2 separate regions of the Sparus aurata genome follow, and region 2 is linked to region 1. Evidence: chromatin contacts called from public Hi-C data. All regions are on one chromosome and are shown on one strand. The core of a region is the stretch at or near the end of the contact, and the rest is flanking DNA. Distances in the headings are between cores, read along the strand shown. Region 1 holds the start of LOC115581683 (metal transporter CNNM4). Region 2 holds the start of h2az2a (H2A.Z variant histone 2a).

What was found. A called contact is a pair of places that touch in the nucleus more often than the background predicts.
Region 2: a contact with region 1 is called in a Hi-C map of an unstated tissue, with 4 times the contacts expected there. The contact joins the promoter of h2az2a here to the promoter of LOC115581683 in region 1. A contact is called at or near these places in 2 of 2 Hi-C or Micro-C datasets (skeletal muscle and an unstated tissue).

Annotation. Positions count from the first base shown.
Region 1 is chr5:20,454,882-20,460,857 of fSpaAur1.1, forward strand. It overlaps LOC115581683 (metal transporter CNNM4), which reads left to right and starts at 3,827. Exons shown (of 7, transcript XM_030416971.1): 1 at 3,827-5,289. The coding sequence starts at 3,876. LOC115581176 (nuclear factor 7, brain-like) reads right to left here and starts at 919. Exons shown (of 1, transcript XM_030416069.1): 1 at 1-919. The coding sequence starts at 689.
Region 2 is chr5:20,584,903-20,590,960 of fSpaAur1.1, forward strand. It overlaps h2az2a (H2A.Z variant histone 2a), which reads left to right and starts at 2,758. Exons shown (of 5, transcript XM_030416835.1): 1 at 2,758-2,913; 2 at 3,996-4,073; 3 at 4,206-4,319; 4 at 4,439-4,568; 5 at 4,770-5,708. The coding sequence starts at 2,911. The coding sequence ends at 4,831. LOC115581600 (transcriptional activator protein Pur-beta) reads right to left here and starts at 2,221. Exons shown (of 1, transcript XM_030416834.1): 1 at 1-2,221. The coding sequence starts at 2,171. The coding sequence ends at 1,242.

The sequences.
Region 1 (5,976 bases), core at 2,577-5,076:
AGAGAGGAGAGCTGCTCCTCAATCATCTTCATCTCTCTGCTGACAGTCTTCCCCTTCTGCTCCTCTTCCTCCCTCAGAGCTGCCAGTCTGGACTCCTCTTCCTCTTTCAGGAACTGGTGGAGCTTGTTGAACTCTGCTCTGATCTGCCTCTCTGTGGACAACAGCTGCTTCTTGGAGTGTTGAATCACTTCATTGTATGTTTCCTTCACTTGTTTGTATTTGTTCCTCTTGTCCTGTAGAGACTTCAAGTCAGATTTCAGCTGCTCCTTCAGCTCACTGACTGTTTGTTCTACAGGAACCACCTTGTGACCGGCATGGTGAGGAAAGTCACACACATGACACACAGCTCTCTGCTCGTCCTCACAGAACAATTTAGGCTCTTCTTGATGTTTACTACACACCACCTCCACCTTCTTCTCTCCCTTTTCTGTCTCAGATGATCCAGATTTCTGTCTCCCAGCAAAGGAGTCAGCCAGTTCCTTCAGTGCAAAGTTCACCACAGTATTGTCTTTGGAGCATTTTCTTTTACAAATGGGACAGTTTTTGTTTTCAGCTTGTTCCCAGAACTTTTTCAGGCAGCTTGAACAGAAGCTGTGGTTGCAGCTCAGAGACACAGGATCTCTGAAAGTCTCTGAACACACATGGCAGCTCAGGAAACTTTCAAATAGAGCAGAATGTTTCTCAGCCATTTGTTACTAAAGATATTTTTCACAGCAGGACTCACCAAGTTTCTGTCTCTAATCTTGATTGCTTGAAATTCACCAATTTGTTTTCCAGCAGAGATCTCACACCCTATAATGGCGTCTCAGCTCTGTTCAACAACGTCAAAATTTACTTTCGTTTCCTTTCACCTCTGTCACGGGGTTAAATTTTTACCATAATAAATGCTGCTATGTCCAGTAGCCCGGGAAGGGGGGAGCTTCCGGGGCTGCAGCCCCCCCTGATGGTGGCTGCAGGGTGTAACATCACTGTAAACCTAAATGTTTGAAATAAATATACCGGTATATATAAAAGAAAAAGTATATACATACATACATACATACATACATACATACATATATATATATATATATATATATATATATATATATATATATATATATATATATATATATATAAATTATATGGGGTGTAAATAGAGTTGTGGGAATGTGTGGGAAAATACATTAAAAAATATATATATTTGTGGAGGAGACTCCCTCACCAGGAAGCCGCTTCAGCATCGAATAGTAGAACAACAATGGCGAGTGACAACCGTGGACGTGGAGTAAAACAGAAAGGAATATTAGTAACGTTACAAGTAACGTTACTGTGCCTATTTAAAAAACAAAACAAAAACGAATATCACCGAGGAGGAGGACAACAAAGAAGATGAAAACAGCAGTAGTGTGCGATGCGCTAGGGTACAGTAGCAGAAAAAAACAACAACGATGACGTCACTCATTTATTCATTCAGTTGGCAGCCCCCCCTACTTAAAACATCTTCCCGCGTGCCTGGCTATGTCACGTTGTCACCAGCAGATGACACTGTGAGGATGTCATTCAGAGTTCGATATTTCCCCTCAATTCAACATAGCAACATAGTTTGTATTGTCCTAGTATTGGCAGCGTTTTCAACAAAATAAGGGTATCATCTGAAAATAATGATGTTGAATGTTTTGTTTCACTTAACAAAGAAAAAAGGTTTTAATTTTGTTCAAACAACTGCAGAGCTTCTGTTTATGTTTCTTTTTAAGAGCAAAGTTTAACTGAGAGAAACACAAGAGGTTGCACATCTCTCCTCCAATATGATTTATTCCCTTTGCCTATGTATATAAGTCTTTAAGTGACTTTACAAAAGGAAAAGTTAACTTAACAGTTTGCCCATAAGTGTTAAAAATGAAAGACTTCGGTTGAGGATTTTGTTAAATAATACATCATTTTAAACAAATTTATTTTAAAATATCTGCATTCATCATATTTCTTTTTTTTGTAAAGTCCATAAAGTTACCTGACCATCTGACATATGTATGTAAAGAAACTGGAAACAACCACACAGACAAAATTCTGAATCAAAACTGTTGATGGTTTAATTGAAGCAGCATCCATCTGATGTGCATCACATGTTAGCAAATGAGAAAAAACAACATTTTAAATGTTCCAGATTTTGTCTCGCAGCAAAACAGACAGGCAGTTCCTTCAGAGAAAAGTTGAGCCCAAGTTTGTCTTTTGGAGATTTTCTTGTATGTGACAGTTTTTATTTTCAGAAAAATCACATTGATAACTGCATTATTGGGTCTGCATCCACCAGATATAGAACAATTTTAAACCTGATTATTAGTATTTGGAGAAGCAGATGTGAATATCATCTATTTCAGTTTCCACAGATGCTCAACAAGCTGCACTGAAAGTTATGTGACCACAAGATGGAGCTCCTTTCTCATTGAAGACAGGTTCCTATACAACGTTGCCCCAACAGGAAAATAGGACCTTTGAGTGTAAAATCTTCTTCACTCTTTCTCATCACATAATCTTTTTTAAAATCTTGGCTGTAGTGCCTCCCAAGTAAGTATGTTTCCGTTTGGCGCCAACATGGCCAAAGGTCAGATGTTGATGGAGCAGGTGGGTGTTCAGTCTGTCCTATACCATCTTCTGTTCAGTCCTCATTGAGGGAAAATGGTTTAAGGACTTCCCTACCAGACAGAGTGTAGGTCACAGAGAAGAGTTGACAGAATGTCTGTTTGTTTCCTCCATGTCAGCTTTTCTGTGTGTTTCTGCTTTTCTGGCTGATGCAGACTTAGGTTGTGTATCAGGTTCATATAGTCCTGTATGATTCACAGTGCAGCCACATCTAAAGGCATGGTCAGAAATGTACAGAAAAAACACATTAATAAAGCTGCAAAAAAATTACTTCCTCACTCTTTTGTAACTTGCTTGCCTTCACCTCAAAGCATCCTTTATCCACAGAACGATACAATAATGGAGTGAATTTGCACTGTTAACAGAGACACTTACTGAAGACATTTAGGTAAGTTAGAGTGATTACCAAGTAACATTTGTGGTGCTATGGTTTGTAGTTTTGTCCAGATCTGACATGTTAGAAGAGGAACCATGTTAAAAACAATTGACAGAGAGGTGTTTCAATTTAATTTTGGATCTCATTTATTTGAACATTAATGAATGATGTAAAATAGTCACATGACCAGTGTAATCTTACTAAATGTGAAGGTAATTGGTATTGTCTCCCTCAGTAATCTACTTCACTTGGACTTTTCAAAAAACCAAGAAAATTTTAAGCAACAAGACATGGCATTGATTGATTTGTTTTCTTCTCAATTTGAAATATGAAAAGATACAAATACAAGAAAACTCTCAATGGCCGACCCTATATAGCTTTGGAGAAGATATCAAACTCAAAATTTTGACATTTACAATATCAATGAGAAGACATTTTCTTTTTTCATAACTGAATAAACATGCTGTTTTCTTTAGACAGGTGGTAGGGTCTGCCAAATACAAACAAAGTAAAACAATATGAAATTTGATTTTTCTTTAAGGTCAGTTTGTTTATTCTGTTTCATTCAGTCATGAACATGAAGAGAGTTTGTTTTTATTTATACATCAGTTAATAAAAATCTCCTCTGATTAAAAGTTCTACATAGTGCACCTTTAAACAAAAATGGATCCTGCAGAATAAAATCCCTCCACGTAGTCGACCTTAATAGAAGACAACATCAGTCGACCTTAAAAATTAAAACTGAGGGGGCTCGGTCGAGTGACGTCTCCGCCGCTGATTGGCTGCATGTTCGAGGTATGCGGGCATGCAAATGAGCGGGCGGCCCTGCGGTAACGAGTAGGTGACGTCAGTTCCCCCGTTCACAGAGAGCGAAACAAACATGGCGATAGACTCGAGTGGACGCGGGTTTACGCTAACTTTATTCGTCCTTTCCTGTGTTTTCGTGGGCAGGCAGGCCGAAGCGGCGGCCCCGGAGTCAAGGGGCAACACTCGGATACTCGGCATGAGGCTGGAGAAGAGCGACCTGCCGGCCCAGACCACCGAGAGAGGGGTTATTCAGGTGACCGAGGGCAGCAACACCCTCCTCAGGTTCTACGGGCTCCACTTGTACCCGGACAGCTCCAAGCTCATCGGCTTCACGGAACTTTACACTAGTGTTAAAGAGAATGATACTTTCGGCGCAATCATGGTCCACGTCAATAGGACTTGCTCCGAGCTCACGAAGGATATAGTGGTGTCAGGGTCCATGAACGTAAGCAACGAGAACACCTCCGGGCTGCTCCAAGTCAGGATCAAGCAGCTCCGAAAGAGCGAGGTGGTGAAGGTGTTCGGCTTGTGCGTCCGCGGCAAGGATGACAGGGAGCCGGTGTGGTCCATGCTGGACGACATTGACGGCAGACTGCGGGTGGTGGAGGAGGAGAAGTCCCTGCTGCCCATCTGGCTGCAGGCGATCATCATCGCCTTCCTGCTTGTGCTATCCGGCATGTTCAGCGGGCTCAACCTGGGGCTGATGGCGCTGGACCCGATGGAGCTCCGCATCGTGCAGAGCTGCGGCACCGAGAAGGAGAAGAAGTACGCGCGGAAGATCGAGCCCGTCCGCAGGAAGGGTAACTACCTGCTGTGCTCGCTGCTCCTCGGTAACGTCCTAGTAAACACCACCCTCACCACCCTCCTGGACGACCTCACCAAGTCCGGGGTGGGCGCTGTGATCGCCTCCACCATCGGCATCGTTATTTTCGGAGAGATCGTCCCGCAGGCGCTGTGCTCCCGGCACGGCCTGGCTGTCGGGGCGAACACCGTCCTGGCCACCAAGCTGTTCATGCTGTTAACCTTCCCCCTGTCGTGGCCCATCAGCAAGATCCTCGACTGCGTCCTGGGCCAGGAGATCGGCACCGTGTACAACAGGGAGAAGCTGGTGGAGATGCTGAAAGTCACCGAGCCGTACAACGACCTGGTCAAAGAGGAGCTCAACATGATCCAAGGCGCGCTGGAGCTCCGGAGCAAAACCGTGGAGGATGTCATGACCCCCATCTCCAACTGCTTCATGATCCACAGCGACGCCGTGCTGGACTTCAACACCATGTCCGAGATCATGGAGAGCGGATACACCAGGATCCCTGTGTACGAGGGCGAGCGGTCCAACATCGTGGACATCCTCTTCGTCAAGGACCTTGCCTTCGTGGACCCGGACGACTGCACCACCCTCAAGACCATCACCAAGTTCTACAACCACCCGGTCCACTTTGTCTTCCACGACACCAAGCTGGACTCCATGCTGGAGGAGTTCAAGAAAGGTTTGTGGGGAGCTGATGATGATAAAAGCCCTGATTAGTTGTGTGGTTGTCCAACACAGGTAGCAGGGATTTGTGGCCCAGAGAGTCGGTCTGACATGTTTCTTACTGAGCTCACAGTGTTGGTTGTTTATGAGACTGTCAGAGGTTTTGTCTGAACTTGATGCTCATTTTTGAGGCTTAAGTTTGTTGTGGTGTGTGTGTGTGTGTGTTACAACCACTGCTCCTATTTTCCTGATATAGTGAGCAGTCAGGCTGTGTTTAAACAAGGAGGTTGCAGAGGGTTTGACCTTTGACTCTTTTTGTGTAGCAGGCCAAGCAATAAAATGCATGGCCATCTTGTGATGTCTGCAGTTATCTTGCCTGCGACATGGTATAGAAAAAGCCCTACAATGTTTACTATTGTTTGTTGATTAGTAAGGGAAACCTTTGTTATTCTGCTGCTGCCGTTATCCAGAGTGTCGGGATGAAGTTGACTGTCTCGCAGTTAAACTGACATTACATGACTACTTGTTGTGAGATGTTTGATGTCTAAGCTGCTTTAGTTTTAGTTTTAAGTTTGAAGCTGTTGTTAGCCTGTCGACATCCTTGGCAGGTGTTAGCACAGAGAAGGTACGTTTGTTTCTTACAGTCCAAAATCACAAAACATTTCATAAAATATGTGACGAAACTGAGATTTTCCCCAGATGC
Region 2 (6,058 bases), core at 1,508-4,007, 130 kb after region 1:
CAATCAGACTGAATGTTGCTTCAGTCGTCAATGGTCTGAGTTCAAGATTAAAGGATCCAAATGGCGCACTCTAAATACGTCAACAAGGTCAATTCCCTTGAGACCGTAGCTCAAGCCCGGCAATATTAAGCTTTTAACTCGAAAAAATTGTGACCAGTGCAAGAGGCCTGAGCTCACCGCATCCCCTTTGATAAAAAAAAGGTCACCGGGGTCAGACGTGGGCCTGCATCTTATGAGACATCATCAGTTGCCACAGACGTCTCTGCTGCAGCAACTGGCTGAGCAGCTCTGGACCTGGACCTCTTGAGAATGATGCACAGGCACAGGTTAATGCTGATATACCCCAAAATACTGAGACAAAACAAGCAACGCGTGAGCATGCCTCACCACATTTCAGCTATCGGAGCAGAAATTTAGCACCTGAGGGATGGCCCGGGAGGGAGAAGGACAGGGAAGGGAGGGAGGAAGGAAGAGAGTGGGAGGTCATTTTGGACTTATTTGGATTGTCCATGGAAATCCAAATGAGTCCTGTGCTTGTAACAGATCACCTTACGGGACCTCGCTGGGCCAAGCGGATGTCCTGCGATGCCAAGGATGCCCCCTATAGCTGAGTCTGTGGCTCCGGGTGGTGTGGGTCTGTCTTGGTAAGCGGTCCATTACAGGTCATTTTAGACAAAAAACACACACAGCCATGGTGAGTGATGCAGGCGCTCTGTCTCACTCCCACTCTGCACCTGCTTCTGTGAGTATGTCACACTTCCTTAATATCATCACAGACTACAGGTCAGCACCAGGGGAGCTCTTACCATTGGATAACAACCAGGAAGTGAGACTGGCAGCCTGCTGCTGTGTCTTGAGCACTGTCAAACTTAATTTGCTGGGCTAGGTGCGTGACCTTATCAAATAGACGATCAATATATATATATATATATATATGTTAAGATAGATATATATATAGTGACATTTTTTATACATGTTTTATATCAATGGGGAATCTCATACAGGAGCTGACTTCTGCAGTCTGCACTCATTTAGCTATAACATCCACCTAAACTTTAGAACATGATTCTCTTATATAAACAGTAATTTTCTCAGTCAAATATACTTTTTTTTTTATCCGTTTGTTTTAGCATTTTAAAGTTCGATTCGTCATGCACAGAATAGTCGTTCCTCTCTCCGTTTCTCGCCAGGCTTTGCATCATGTTGTCAGCTTCATCACAACTAAGTTAGCCACCTCTCCATCAATCGTCTTCCACGTCGTCACCCTCCGACTCCTCTCCGGCTCTCCTCTCGTACATCTTATCCCGGTGTCGCTCCTGGATCTCTTTCATTTCCTCGGCGTAGCGGCTGAACGCTCCCCCGAACTTACCCCAAGCCTTGAAGGGGATTGTTATAGAGTTTCTGTAACTGGGCTTCACTTCGCTCACCCGTAAGAAAACTCCGTACTTGTTGGATCCCACGTCAAAGAAGAACCGCTTGGAGTCCACCATGATCGAGGTGCCCTCCGGAAGCTCGCTGTAGCCCCCGGCCCCTCCGCCGCCGGACAGCTCCTCCTCATCTCCGCCGTAGTCGTCTATCAACTTGGCCAAAGCGTCGCGGAACTCTATTAAGCCCTGGGCCGGGAGTGCGATGGTTTGTCCGGCCTGCAGGCCAGCGCCGGGGATGCCACCCACCCCCACTCCGAAACCGGGGCCTCGGTTGACGGTCTGTCGGATCCGGAGAAAGCGACCCCGCTGGTTCTCCTTCAGATCGAGGTAGTATTTTCGGTTCTCACGCACCAGGAACTCGCTCTTCAAGGCCCGTCTAGGCCCGGTGTCATCCCCACCGGAAGACTGAGCAATCTGCTCCGGGGTGCTAGGCCCAAGCTGGGCGTAGTGCTCTATGAAATCCCCCAGGTAGTCGCGGAACTCTGCCGCAACTGACATCGAGAGGGTCAGCCGACTTTTCGAGCCCCCGGCGCCGACCTCGGCGATTTTGATGAACCGGCCTTTGGCGTTCTGCTTCACGTCAAGGTAGAAGCGTTTGTTCTGAATGTCCAATCGCTTCGAGGCCAGCTCTTGGGTCTCCGAGTCTCGCTGGTAATGCTGAAACCCGCCGCCTCCTCCTCCTCCCCCTCCGCCGCCGCCGCCGCTGCTGCCACCGCGCTCACTGCCACTGTCCCCATCCGCCATCTTCGCCACCAGCAGCCCGTTTCTCTGCGTATCTTTGACCCCCACCCCCCCTTGCTTGCCGAGCTCGCAGAGGAAACCGGACGCTGCCTGCTGTGCTCTGATTGGCCGCTTCAGCCGCCAGTCAAAACATCAGATAAAGAGCTTGCGTGTAATTCGCCAGTTGTCCTGTCTGTTATTAACACACAACCGCCTCCTGTATGACATTCGAGTATACATTTTATTTGCAATACATACCAGCAGTCCGTGTCAGTGTTAAAGTTGTGTACCAACATATATTTGCAATGGGTAATTTGTCCTTTGATGATTTACTGTTGCCATTACCAGTTCCCCTATGCAGTCAGTATAGAAGTACCTGTATTTGAAGACGCGATGAGTGTCCTTGTGCGGAAATTTAGGAATTTAATTCAACAATGGCCTCCTGATTATGTATTTTGTGCATTTTTGGGACGGATGCCCCTGGAAGGACACTCCACTCACAGTCCCGCCTACTTGTTGGTTTCGTGCGCAAAGGCAGGCACGGCGATCTTACGGTGGGGGATGGGTGAATGCTCTGCAAGCCGTTTGGCGATTGGTCGGAACAGAGATTCGAAGTAACAACACACTCTCTGATTGGCTGTCTGGACTCCCACGAGGGGTCTCATCCAAAAGATTTCCGAAAGGGTTTATTGTTTCTTTGCTTTCGGGAGCTGAAATTGTTTGGTATCTACTCAGTTCTACAATCAAATAAAGAGACGGAAAAATGGTATGTGCGCCTCGGCGAATATTAAATGAATCATCTGGGGTTTCGGCACATTAGTGCTGCAATTAATTTGCTTCTGTAGAAAGTGTTGTTTTAAATGTAAACTGAGGAAATTCGAGCAGAAGGTGTGTGGTCAAAAAGCTTGCTAAAGAGCTAACTGTCAGCTAACACGTTAGCATTACCAGTAGCGCGAGAAGTCTGAATTTTGTTGCCTTCCCGGTAGAAGTGATATATTTTCCACGATGGGTTGTTTTTCCGGATAGTTAATCTTTTGCAGAAACGAAGCGCTTCATTAAAAGTATGAATCCGGTTTCATATTAACGTGTTTTTTCACTCGGTGTAGCCCGAGCCCCTCTGAAAGGTGGATTAGCAACCATTAGCAACCAAGAAGCTAAGTTTAGCTATTTCATTAGCTTAACGGTTGGTTCACTGCTCGTAGTTGACCGTAAGTCGTTCACAATACCTCCACAAATAAGTGAACTGGAGAAAAATTCAGTCTATGATTTCTCTGTGCCTAGCTTAGTTGACTTTGAGGCAAACTTTTCTCCTGTTGGAATTTGTGAATGAAAACTCACAGTTGACCGTCTTAAAGCGGCGCGTCTGTTTTGTGTTTGTCGCGGGGTCTGTGGCAGCAGCCCGCTAACAGCATCTCGTGTTTTTTTGTTAGAACGAGTCTGTGTTAGGTTTCTCAACTTCATGTGGTTATTTTGATTTTAATCATTTTATGCGGGCAATTTCTGGCAACAACAACTGATGCCGCTCTTCTGTGTTTATGTTTTACCTTTGATTGGCGGGAAAGCAATACTAGTTTAATCGGCATCTGTTATCCATTGACGTGCTAATGCGGTGCGTCTGCTTTGACTTTCTTATTTGGTTAATTTCCATTTTTTGTCATTGAACCACTTCACCAGCTATTATTTGGTTAAATTTCATTCAAACAAATGAGGGGATGCTGTCAAGTTCTTGCTATGCAGGGCTTGTTCTTTCACACACAGTACAAGCACTGGAGCCTCACATTTCTGCTTCAGATTTTTTGTCTTGCTTGTCTGATCTAATGCGCTTGTTTGATATTTCAACCCATGCAGGCTGGTGGCAAGGCAGGAAAAGACAGTGGCAAAGCCAAGGCGAAAGCAGTGTCCCGCTCCCAGAGGGCTGGGCTGCAGGTAAATCTCTTTGGTTCTTATATGCATGTGGTTTTACTGCATATCCTGTGTGCCAACCTTCCTGGTCACAGAGGGTTCGCCCTTTTTTTTTTTTGCTTGACTCAAACCACTGTCTTGTCTGTTTCCTGCCAGTTCCCAGTGGGTCGTATCCACAGGCACTTGAAGACCCGCACAACCAGTCATGGTCGTGTAGGAGCCACAGCAGCTGTGTACAGTGCTGCTATTCTTGAGTACCTCACTGCTGAAGTAAGCGTTCCCAATTTTGTGCATGTTTATTGATAATATTGCACACTGTTAATCACGTCATATCGTGTTTCTGTGTGAGATGGTGCTGTTTGCGTCATTCGTGGTCTTTTTTTTCTCAGGTACTAGAGTTGGCGGGCAATGCCTCCAAAGACTTGAAGGTGAAGCGTATCACTCCCCGTCATTTGCAGCTCGCCATCCGTGGTGATGAGGAGTTGGACTCCCTCATCAAGGCAACAATTGCTGGAGGAGGTGAGCTGGCAGTTTCCCAAACAAAAATCTGCTTATTTATTGATTGATTGATTGTCTTCATTGTATGTGCGTCATATTCTCTTCAGTGCCGCAGTGATCTGCTCACTCTGTTTGTTATATTCAGTAGAAATATTATTCTGCCACTCACAACTGCTTTTGCATCAAACATTTGGTCTCACTAATGTTTTCTTTTGTTTTCAGGTGTCATTCCCCACATCCACAAATCCCTCATTGGGAAGAAGGGCCAGCAGAAGACTGCATAGATGCCATGTTGACCAGAAATTTCGGGGCTTGGGCTTTGATAGGACCAGGAGTTCACATTTGTTCTTTTTTATTAATATTATAGCAAAAGAAGAGTGATTGTTAGGCTTTGTGTTGTAATATTTTCCCATAACTAGAAAAAAAGTACATAAAATCCCTTAACGACAAAAAACCCTTTGTATGTTATAGTAGTACGTTTGACTGGGGAGTTCATGATTATTTCAAATGGTGACAGTGAATTTGTTTGATTGGCCTGGGACTCTGTAATGTTTTATACTGAAAAAAGAAATTGTTAAAACCATTTTTTATATAAAAACTTGTTTTGTGGTTATTTTCTTGAAGTTACAATATTTACTATATTACAAGTTTTTAAGCAGATTGTTTTGGACATCAGCATGAATAACAGCTAAATGTGAGATGGTGCTTTTTTTCCTCTTGACTTACTGTAATATTTTGAACTGCACAAGGATATTGATGTATTAAAAGTTGAATTTTTTTACATCAAAGTGAAATATCTTTGAAAACTACTTATTGCAACCTCTGCTACCTTCTTGTGTTGTTACTAGCAGTTCATAAATGTATTAAACACTGCTGCAATCAGGATTCTGATCCTGCAGTGTTTTTGCCTCACTGTGGAGCCATCTGTCTGTCGTGCCACTGCTATGTGATTGGTACCGTGGTGTATGGAGAAGAGCGAACATCTGGCAGATGTGAACCATATCAGTACTTTGAAGTGTACCCACAGTTCTTAAATGTATGCACAAACTGAAATGTCCCATCCATAACATTTTTCAAGTTAAGAAGTCAAGAGTCTTTTCTAAAAGCTGTGTTCAGGGAAATGACGTATTTTATCTTTGAATAAATACCCGTTGCATGTTATCCATGGCTTCGTTTGAAACCAGTACTTGACATTCATTTTGGAGTTGTGTAGTATGTGATGTTTGAGGTGCTTCAGCTGTCCAACAGTACATGGGAGGGTGGTAAAACAATGCTGTCTGTTTAACAGAATAGTTGTCAAACATCTGGATTATTTAAGCAGGATATAATTTCAGCAGGAGAAATTAATTTCATAATTTAGAACTGTTGCACCAAGTTAATTTCTGCGTTTTAAAGAATTGTTGACTGTTATGCTGTCTTGGTTTAAAAAAAGTATACTTTGTTTGACAAAGTGAATCATAACTTGACCATCATAAAGATCATAACTTGGTTACCTCACCATAAAATGTGAC